3 separate regions of the Mus musculus genome follow, and all the other regions are linked to region 3. A link is a contact called in public Hi-C and HiChIP or PLAC-seq data. All regions are on one chromosome and are shown on one strand. Each heading gives the region's core, a stretch centred on a gene start, on an enhancer-like site or on the middle of the called end of the contact. The rest is flanking DNA. Distances are from core to core; before and after follow the strand shown.

Evidence for each region. Hi-C and Micro-C count contacts between places; a contact is called where the count stands out from the background. HiChIP or PLAC-seq counts read pairs in DNA pulled down with a chosen protein or histone mark.
Region 1: a contact with region 3 is called in an H3K27ac HiChIP or PLAC-seq map of embryonic stem cells, with 6 times the contacts expected there. The contact joins the enhancer-like site here to the promoter of Malsu1 in region 3. A contact is called at or near these places in 9 of 39 promoter capture datasets (cranial neural crest, embryonic stem cells, liver and 4 more), 1 of 15 datasets of contacts at CTCF or cohesin (pro-B cells), 25 of 484 Hi-C or Micro-C datasets (B cells, CD4 T cells, CD8 T cells and 8 more), 22 of 115 datasets of contacts at active chromatin or transcription factors (the 230-238 cell line, the HPC-7 cell line, the SCID.adh cell line and 10 more) and 3 of 9 other capture datasets (adipose tissue, embryonic stem cells and liver).
Region 2: a Hi-C map of rod photoreceptor shows a contact between it and region 3, with 2.2 times the contacts expected there. The contact joins the enhancer-like site here to the promoter of Malsu1 in region 3. A contact is called at or near these places in 3 of 39 promoter capture datasets (liver and macrophages), 2 of 15 datasets of contacts at CTCF or cohesin (CD8 T cells and pro-B cells), 16 of 484 Hi-C or Micro-C datasets (B cells, Th1 cells, brown adipocytes and 10 more), 11 of 115 datasets of contacts at active chromatin or transcription factors (the HPC-7 cell line, embryonic stem cells, epiblast stem cells and 3 more) and 3 of 9 other capture datasets (adipose tissue, embryonic stem cells and liver).

Annotation. Positions count from the first base shown.
Region 1 is chr6:49,184,917-49,188,099 of GRCm38.p6, reverse strand. The region is part of intron 2 of Igf2bp3 (insulin-like growth factor 2 mRNA binding protein 3); the gene reads left to right. Among named protein-coding and RNA genes, the nearest start is that of D030074P21Rik, 27 kb to the left of the region's middle. Within about 2 kb of position 1,264, at least 2 of the 459 cell types and tissues checked have an H3K27ac peak or open chromatin away from gene starts, as enhancers often do. A contact at or near this core is called in embryonic stem cells, where this site is marked.
Region 2 is chr6:49,145,110-49,148,532 of GRCm38.p6, reverse strand. All of the region lies in intron 3 of Igf2bp3 (insulin-like growth factor 2 mRNA binding protein 3), which reads left to right. Among named protein-coding and RNA genes, the nearest start is that of D030074P21Rik, 66 kb to the left of the region's middle. Within about 2 kb of position 1,917, at least 8 of the 459 cell types and tissues checked have an H3K27ac peak or open chromatin away from gene starts, as enhancers often do. A contact at or near this core is called in rod photoreceptor, where this site is marked.
Region 3 is chr6:49,072,099-49,075,417 of GRCm38.p6, reverse strand. It overlaps Malsu1 (mitochondrial assembly of ribosomal large subunit 1), which reads right to left and starts at 1,623. Exons shown (of 4, transcript NM_029353.1): 1 at 1,315-1,623; 2 at 154-332. The coding sequence starts at 1,552. It also overlaps the pseudogene Gm19253.

The sequences.
Region 1 (3,183 bases), core at 15-2,514, 110 kb before region 3:
ATGTAAAAAAAAAAAAAAAAAAAAAAAAAAAAAAAAAAAAAGGGGGCTGGTGAGATGGCTCAGTGGGTAAGAGCACCCGACTGCTCTTCCGAAGGTCCAGAGTTCAAATCCCAGCAACCACATGGTGGCTCACAACCATCTGTAACAAGATCTGACTCCCTCTTCTGGAGTGTTTGAAGACAGCTACAGTGTACTTACATATAATAAATAAATAAATCTTTAAAAAAAAAAAAGAATTTGAAGATGTGTTGATTGCCTGCTGTAAGTAAATCAAAATTTGCCCCATGTTTTGTTCAGTTTTGTAACAACATCTGAATTCATATGCTCTTGGAATATATACTGAGACAGTTTTTTCCTTGTAAAATTCAGCTATGATGATTTAAAAGAAAGTTTCTTTATATTTAAAAATGACCCAAGATCTGTACCTAAAAGCATAGGTTAAATGACAATTCCAATGATGTTAGTCGCTACAGAGGAGATTTAGCATCGAAAGCTTGACTCACAGACTGTATTTTTGTTTGATTTGGATGTATGTTTCACATGCGTTTATGTCTGTGCACCATGTGTATGTATTGCTTACAGTGGCCAGCAGAGGGCGTCGCCTTGCCTGGAGCTGGAGTCACAGATGGTTGTGAACTATCATGTGGGTACTGGGAATTGAGCTTGGGTTCTCTATAAGCAACCAGTTCTCTCCACTGAGCCATCTCGCCAGCTTTCTCTGAGACTGTATTCTTAAATTTAAGATGTGTTTGAGTTTTACTTAGCAGTAGACTCCGTTTTAAGCAGGTGCATGTGATACAAGGGTTCTTGGGAAAATGATTTTAAACTTCCACTTAGGCATGATTTCAGCTCCAGAAAAGTGTTTGAAAATACAAATGCCCTGTGGCCCACGACTGGTCAGGAGCATGCTGGTGTCCTGCTGTGCTGCCCCACACCCCCATAGACAGCAGGGTTGATAGCTTTCATTTTGGCCTCATTTCTTGCAAGCCAGTCATTTTACCAAGTGGCCATTTAACACGTTCTTAAAATCGTATCCCTTTCCAAAACACTTATTTTACCATTTTTACAAGGTGTTAAGGTCTAAAGCCCAGCCTACTAAAGTTTAATGTCCTGTACAGATTGTTAATTACAGATTTAGTTTATGATCCTTTTTCTAATTGGGAAGCTTTAAAAAGAAAGGGCAAAGGGCACTTAGCAGTGAGGAAATGGCCATTTTAAACGCTTGCTGTCTGTTAGAGGAGAAGCTGGAGGGAGGGCGGGCAGGCAGGCAGATGTGCCTGGATTTCCTCCTGAGGACAAGGTCTGTGTGAAGGACGGCTAGGACAGCCTTGGATTTCGGTGCTAGAAGCCCTCTCCCAGTTCTGGGCATTTGAGCCAATCATATCAGTATTGTAAAGGACACCAGACATTTCTTTTTGAGAACTGTGCCCTTATGGATGTGCTGGTTAAATTTTTTTGCTTGATTTCAACTTGACACACTCTAGGGTCATCTGAGAAGAGGGATCTTCAATTGAGAAAATGCCTCCCTCAGATTGGCTTGTGGGTCATTTCCTTAATTAATGATTGATGTGGGAGGTACCAGCCCACTGTAGTGTCAGGCTCCCTGTAATGGTTTGTATATTCTTGGACCAGGGAGTGGCACCATTTGGAGGTGTGGCCTTGTTGGAATAGGTGTGACCTGGTTGGATTAGGTGTATCACTGTGGGTGTGGGCTTAAGACTCTCACCCCAGTTGCCTGGAAGTCAGTCTTCAACTAGCAGCCTTTGGATAAAGATGTAGAACTCTCAGCTCTGCCTGTGCCATGCCTGCCTGGATGCTGCCATGCTCCTACCTTGATGATAATGGACTGAACCTCTGAACCTGTAAGCCAGCCCCAATTAAATGTTGTTTTTTGTAAGACTTGCCTTGGTCATGGTGTCTGTTCACAGCAGTAAAACCCTAACAAATACGGTGCCATTCTGCAGGTGGTCCTGAGATGTATAAATAGGGTTAGAGTTAGGGTTAGAGCAAGCTATGAGAAACCAGCACACAGCATTCCTTTACTGCCTCTGCTCAGTCCCTGCCTCTAGGTTCCTGTTCTTCTCGAGTTCTCGTCTTGGCTTCCTGTCTTGGTGGATTGTGATTTGGATGAGTAAGACTCCTTCCCAAGTTGTTTTCCACCAGTGTTTTATCAGGCATTAGAAAGCAAACCAAGACAGTGAGCTTGAAGGTGTGGGCTTCACTTGTAATCACAGTGATTGTCCATGTTGCGAGGTTAGCTTGATGTCATAAGAAGCATCATTTTCAAAATCTTCTTAGTTTGCATGTGTGTGTGTGGAGTATGTGCCACAGTAAGTGTGGGAGTCAGAGGTAACTTTTAGGAGTGGGCTCCCCTCCTTCCATCTTGCTCTTTTAGACTTTCTGCTGGGCTGTGTATTTCAGGTTAGCTGTCCTCCAAATGCATGGGTGATTTTCCTGTGTCTGCCTCCCATATTCATGTTGAAATGGGATGCGCCCACTGCCTCAGGAGTCTGGGTGGTTCTGGGCTTTCACAGCACCATTTCCAAGGCCCTGTTTGTGTGTGTGTGTGTGCATGTGTGTGTGTATGTGTGTGCGCGTGTGTGTGTGTGCATGTGTATGCGTGTGTGCATGTGTGCGCGTGTGTGCATGTGTGCGTGTGTGTGCATGTGTGTGTGTGCATGTGTGTGTGTGCATGTGTGTGTGTGTGCGTGTGTGTGTGTGTGTGTGTGTGTGTGTGTGTGTGCAGAGCAGAGAGCATGCTGAGCAAGTGTTTAACTACTGAGCTTTATCTCCAGTTCTCGCTCTACTTTTTATTTTGAGAAAAGTTCTCATTAAGTAATTAGGTGTGATGAATTTGTAATTCTCTTGCCTCAGCCTTCCAAGGGGATGGCATTATAGGCCCCCTTAGCCTCCATTAAAATATTATTATATTTTATGTTACTTTTTAAATTTTAGATAAGATTTTACTACCTGTACCAGGCTGGCCTGGAGCTGGATTCTTCGCCTGGCTCAGCCTCTTGAATGCACATAGCACACCACATCTAGCTACCATGTTACCTTTTAAGTTGAATAGTATGTTCCAGACATGCTGCATGCCTTTAATCCCAGCAGCAGAAGCTGAGACAGAGGGAGTGCCAACTCAAGGCCAGACTGGGCTACCCAGTGAGAGCCTATCTCAAAGTA
Region 2 (3,423 bases), core at 668-3,167, 73 kb before region 3:
TGTGTGAGACTCCCTGCAGGTGGGGCGCTCTGCTGGTCTGAGAACTTCTGGATGTTGTTCTGTCTCTTTCCTTCTCAGCACTGTACTTTACGTGGGCTCGCACACTTGTGTGGCAAGTACTTTATGGGCACGAGGCAAGCATACCCTGTTAGTACCCAACAGCTAGTTGTAATAAATCAAAGTCTCATGGTCAAGGGAACATGTTTTAATTCTAGAACTTGAGAGGCTGTGAAAAATCTTTTTCCCCCTTATCAGTGTAGGTGTAGTGTTTGAGGGTTTGTCGATTGAGCTAGCAATAGATAAGAACTTATGTCTATGAAAAAGATGTGGGCCTCTGAACAACTAGGGAGGGTTTTTATAACCTGGCTGAGGAGAGAAGGCAGGAATAGTACATGTCTTCTCGGTGATCAAGGAGACACCAATCACAAAGGAAACCAGAAATCTGTACATATGTGGGTAGTGACACCCCAGCAGAAGCAGCACTGGGGGAATGGATAGATACTGACATCTCAAAATAGGAAGAGTATTTAGGAAGGTAGCCTGGGATGCATAATGAGGTCCAGACCCTAGACTATATATAGTTCTTGTCTCAATGATGATGACGATGACAACAATTACAACCACCACCATCACCTCACACAAAGCAGAAGGCTTTTAGAAAGGCTCTCAGGACAGTGTGATGGTTAACTTCTTCAGACATGAACCCTCAATAAAACCCACATAGGAGCTTTATGGCTGAAGGGTGGCAGATGCCCTCCTTAGAGTCACACATCACAAGTTCAGACAAGAATGTTTCATTCAAAAGGTCTGCAAGGGCCTGAGGAGGACTGCAGTGGGAAGTGCTTCCATGTGAGCTCGTGGACCCGAGTTTCATTCCTAGATCCCACATCACAAAGTAGGTGTGGCTCCTAAGTGTTGTGCACACTTGTAATCTCAGCACTGGGAGAGCAGACACGGGGATCCCTGGGTTTACCGGCCAGCTCATCCAGACTAACTGGTGAGCTCTGGGTGACTGTGTGCTGTGCGCATCACAGAGGTCAGGTTGTGTAGTTAGAACAATAATGAAAAGCATCCCACATGTGTGTTTGGTATTTTAACATTAGCTTTTCTAATTTTGCTGTATTTCGTTTTGTGTTGATGACAGCTTTATTAAGAAATTCATATACTGGGCAGTAGTGGCACACGCCTTTAATCCCAGCACTCGGGAGGCAGAGGCAGAGGGGCAGAGGGGCAGAGGGGCAGAGAGAGAGGCAGAGAGGCAGAGGCAGGTGGATTTCTGAGTTCGAGGCCAGCCTGGTCTACAAAGTGAGTTCCAGGACAGCCAGGGCTATACAGAGAAACCCTGTCTCGAAAAACAAAAAAAACAAAAACAAAAAAATTCATATACCATAAAAGTCACCTAAGTTTTTCATTACTCATTGTATATAGTGTGTGTGTGTGTGTGTGTGTGTGTGAGAGAGAGAGATTGAAAGAGAGAGAGAGAGAGAGATACACATGGAGATCAGAACATACATGGTTGAACACAAGACAGTAGGCCTCAGTGGCAAGTTCTCTCTGAGGCATCCTGCTGGTCCCCCAGTCTCCTTTGAAAGCACACAATTCAGTGACTCTTAGTGTGTCCACTAAGTTGCGGTAGAGCACCGTTATCTAGCTTTAGAACGTTTGATTACCCTTAAGAGCCACCCTTCCCAGTGAGTACTCACTTCCTCCTTCCTTTTCTCCCCAACTCTGGGAAGTTCACTTTCCATTTCTATAGGTTTCTGTGTTCTAGACATTTTATAGACTACACATGCAGTGTGTGCTATTTTGTGACTGAGTCTTTTCCCTTTCTTTTCTTCAGGGCTTATGCACATTGCAGCATGTACTGGCGCCTTAATCCTCTTTTGAAATGGACTTTGCATTTCAGACTGGTTGGATATTTACAGAGAAACTGGAAACTAGTGGAGAGGATTCCCAAGTAGTGCAGACCCAGTCCCCTGTCACTAACAGGATGCTTTAGTGGGGTGTGTCTGGCACACGATGAACCAATGTTATTCACCTTTATACTAACCTAAAGTTGATGCTTGATAAAGATTATATCCTTCATTCTTCCTGCGACTGCTCCAGGATCCTGTGCAGGACCTGCCCAACATGCAGTTGTGGGTTCTCCTCCACTCCCTGCTGTTGTGGCAGTTTCTTGCCTCATTGTTTTTGATGACCTTGATGGTTTTAGCAGTAGTAAATATTTCGTAGACAGTCTTAGTTGGGGTTAGCTGAGGTTTCTCTCCTGGTTAGTCTGAGCTTATACATTTGAGAGGAGATGTCACTGTCAGTCTATCGAGTGTACACTGCTGTCAGCACAACTTGCCACTGCATAGCAATCCTGGTGCCCTGGGAGAAGCAGTGTGGGTAGTGTGTTTGTTGTAAAGCTACTTCCTTGCCTCTCACAGACCGCTGGGAGACTGTCACTGCAAGTCTGGAGAGGTAGCTTAGCAGTTAAGATTGCCTGCTTCTCTTGCAGAGTGTCCTCGTCACTGTTGAACCAAGAGCCCAGGATCTTGAGAGAACTACTTGTCCATGAAGCAGTGTCTGCTCTGTGTAGTCATCTGGACTTGAGACCACTTATTTTGTATTTTAGGGAATAATCCTAATCTTTCCCCCTCTCCCTGTGACCTCCTTTGATTGTGTTTATTCCTTTGTAATTTATGTGTGGGGGCGTTTGGCCTTCAGGTATATCTGTGGTCCACATGTGTGTGCACCGTGTCAACAGGTCAGAGGTGGTGTTGGAGCCTTAGAACTGAAGTTACACACAGTTGTGAGTCACCATGTGGGTGCTGAGAAGGAACCCAGGGCCTCTCTGTTGTCTCCTCTTTGAAGCCTATCATACATCTTGAGGGCATGGCTAGTGTCTACAGGGCAGATAGATGGATAAGTAAGTGGGATAATGTGTTTGCCTAATTCTGTGTGTAGAGATGAGTGGAGAGTCTCTCCTGCCTTTAAGCCTTCAAGTGTGACTATCTGAGCAACTTGTTCCAGACAGCATGGACGCAAGGACTCTTACTCAGACATGCTGAGTGGCCTGTTGGATTTTGCTCAGACAAGGCCCCCCCCCCCCCCCCCACTAAGTTCAAGGTCAATCCTGGCAGATTATGGGGATTATGGTTGTGCCTACAAGGCAAGAGGCTTTAAGCAATACATTTGTTCTCTCAGAATTCTGGACATAGCAACCCCAAGTGATGGCACACGTGGTGTGAACCTGGAGCTGCCAGCAGTCTTAGTATTTCTTAGCATCACTGCACCCACTACAGGCTGTCTTTGCAGTTGTGCTATATGCCTTTGTCTAAATGTCCCTCTTTTTATACGGTACCAGTCACGCCTGCAGGTGCTAATGACATCAACCCTGATGACATCAGTCCTGAACACAGTAGAGTGGTTAGCTGAAAT
Region 3 (3,319 bases), core at 374-2,873:
TCTGGGCTCGACAGAGCTAAGTATTTGCTCCCAAATATTTTACTCTGAGAAACCATAAAAATCACTCTTGGGAATTCTAGAAAGTGGGCTTCCTCTGCAGCCTCTGTGTGTCACTCTCTAGGTAAAGGTTCACAACAAAGGAGAGCATCCTACCATCTTCACAAGGTAGTGGACCATAGCGTGTAAGTGTCGGGTGGAAGTCCCACTCCCAATCACAAAGTAGTCTGTGTATCTCATTTCTGGAGGAACCTGGATCACACAAATGTCTCTTGCATTTTCTTGCCTCAGAAGTGAAACCAGCATATCGATGTCAAACTTGGCACCAATGTGATCTGAAAATGCAGAAACGCTTGTGTCAGATGGCTGAGGAGAATACAGACCTACATTTGTCTACAGAAGCAGACTGACACGAAGTCTCCTGGAGACAGTGGAACTGCTCCCCCTACAAGTGTATTTATATCTAAAATGCTTTGGTGAACACTAGGCAGGAGGATCCCAGGTTCAATGTTAGGCTGAGCAACTCAGAAAGACAAGGTCTAAAGATTTTTTATTTTTAAACTAAAAGACTGAAGGTGTGCTTCAGTGGTGGCATGTACGTGGCCCTGGGTCCAACCCCTAATACCATCTCCATTCAAGACAAACTAAACCAACCAACCAAAAACCAGCTTAAAACTGAACCCGGACAACAGTTCCCTAAAGCACTGCTCAGCTTTCCTAGGTAGAAGGTTCAGATTACGGACACTGGATACTGCGATTACCAAACGGAAGCAGAAGCAAATGTCTTTCTATTTACTAGTACTGAAAGGAACAACACTCCACAAATGCAGAGATGCTACACAACAACCAGCGGCATGATTTGAGGGAGAGGACAATATCCTAGGGCACACGTTAAATCGAATCGCAGATTAAAAAGGTTACTTAACTATACTGTATGGTAGGCGGGTTCTCAAGACAATACCTGGTCCACAGCCTTCAACAGATATGAAGAAACGAGGCTGCTAGGACTAGTGCTACTAAGACCAACCAGTCCACCTGCTACGACCCTGGGCAGATCGTGAGACGGGGTGGATCCTGGGCTGTGAAGCCAAGAGCCGGATGTTGCCCGCTCTATGACTGGAATTTTGACGACAACACGCTACCTTAGCCTCCCTCTAGGACTCTCGGGTACGCAAAGCAAAGTTGGTGCCGACCACCTCCCAAATCCCTTCCAGCTCTGCGTCTGCGCGAATGGCTATTTCTCTTGCCCCCGAAGCGCACAGGAAAGCCCAGGGCCGCCTGGGTCAGGCCGGGCCACCAGGTGTCCTGCCCGCGTACCTGCGGGTCCGGGCTGCAGGCGAGCGTCGCCAGCGGTCCGCTCCTCGGGCTGAGGCCCATGGTGCAGGCCGCGCGTTAGGCTCGGGGTCAGGCAGGTCGCGGGCCTCGCGGGAAGCCATCGCTCTGCCAGCCGCGGAAGCCAGGGAACCGAAGCCATTGCGGGGCCGGCTCTCTGGAAGACCGCCCTGCGCCACAGCAGCGGCCATAAACGCCGCGCGGGCGACCAGCCCGGACCCATAGCTCTCGCCGCGACTTCTCTGGGGGGAGGTGGTGGAGCTTCCGGGCGGCTCCGGGATTCTACGTCACGAAGTGGGCGGGTCTGTAACCGGAAACGGTGATTTAGACGGATTGCCTGGGGAGTAGTTTAAGGAATGAGGAGGACCGTGTGGATGGTGGTGGCTTACGCTTTTACTTTCCGCACTTGGTAGGCCGAGGCAGATCTCTGAATTCAAGGCCAGCCTATTCTACAAAGTGAGTTCCAGGACACCCAGGGATACACAGACAAACCTTGTCTCTCTTTTTTAAAAAAAAGAAAGGAAAGGAAGGAAAAGGAAAAAAAAAAGTGAGCCCAGATAATCTTTATGGGGCTGGAGAAGATGGCTCTATGGTTAAGAGCACTATCTGCTCTTTCAGAGGTCCTGAGAATTGATTCCCAGCAACCACATGGTGGCTCACAACCACCTATAATAGGATCTGATGCCCTCTTCTGTCTTGTAGGCATACATAAATAAATACATCTTAAAAGGAATTAAAGGGTTCCTACCTCTCTCTCTCTCTTTCCTCTTCTTCTTTCTCCTTTCCTTTTCTCCTTCCCTCCCACTTTCTCCAGCCCCTTCAAACCCTCTCTAGCTCTCTCCTTTCTGTTTTTCCTCTCCCCCAAATATGCAGAAATTAACCCTGTCAGATAGGAATTAAGTATTTTTAGCCATTTCCCACTGTCCAAAAAACAAAAAAGCAAACAAACAAAAAACCCTAAATTCAAGAACTAGAAAGATGGCTGAGCAGTCAAAAGTACAGACTGAATTTAATTTCAATGGTATTAAATGCCCTCTTCAGATGAAGTGCACAAACATATTGTACAGACATATAAGTAGGCAAAACACCTGAACACATAAAATTAAAAACACAAAACAAAAATGAATCATACAAAAAAGAAGAAAAAAGTTTGAATGGCGGCATCAGGTATGGTTGATTGCTTTCAAATGAAAGATATGGGTCATTAAATGAAAATCTCAGTGCTGGGTTTGGGATACTATCATCCCTACATTATTGGTCAGGGCAGCTATGGGCCCACCTAAAAACAAGTGAGGCTATTTTGGTTGTCTCCCACAACTAGATGGTAAGACCATACATATTGGTGAAGACAACACTCCTTGTTTTCAAGCTGAAACTAATCTAAAACCTTCTTACCTGCTGCCCAGCTTTCATGGAGTCAGGAGGTGGCATGCAGGTCACTGGGGGAGAAAAGCCATCAGTGGACTTACCCTGAGTGATAATTCCAATGCCAGGCCAGATGCGCCCACTGAGTCAATAGTGCATGAGTTATGGGGTTAGCCAGCCAACCACCTTCTGATTAGATCTGAGCCCTGCCTCACAGGAGGGAATCCATGCCTAGCACTGTAACTCCGGTCAAAACAAAAAACCATGAACACCTATGCGCATAAAGATAGCACTAATTAAACTCAGTGGGCTATACAGAGAAAGGACATGAAGGAGGTGTTATAGCTTGCTAAAAGACCCTCACCCACAAAGAGCACAGAGACCACCATCGTTGCAAAACACATGTGGGATTTACTTATCCAACATGTTGGGGAACCCCCTCTCAGCACACAGGCTGGAGGAGAGATCCAGAACAAAGAAAGAACACACTTTTTATACTTTTGTAAGGGCCAGATATAGGGCACCAGGGTAGTTTGGCTTTTTTTTTTTTTTTTTTTTGCATTTAAAAATGTAGACTTTAATAAGTGTACAGGTCAGCTAGTGGGGCAGTTGACCAAGATACATA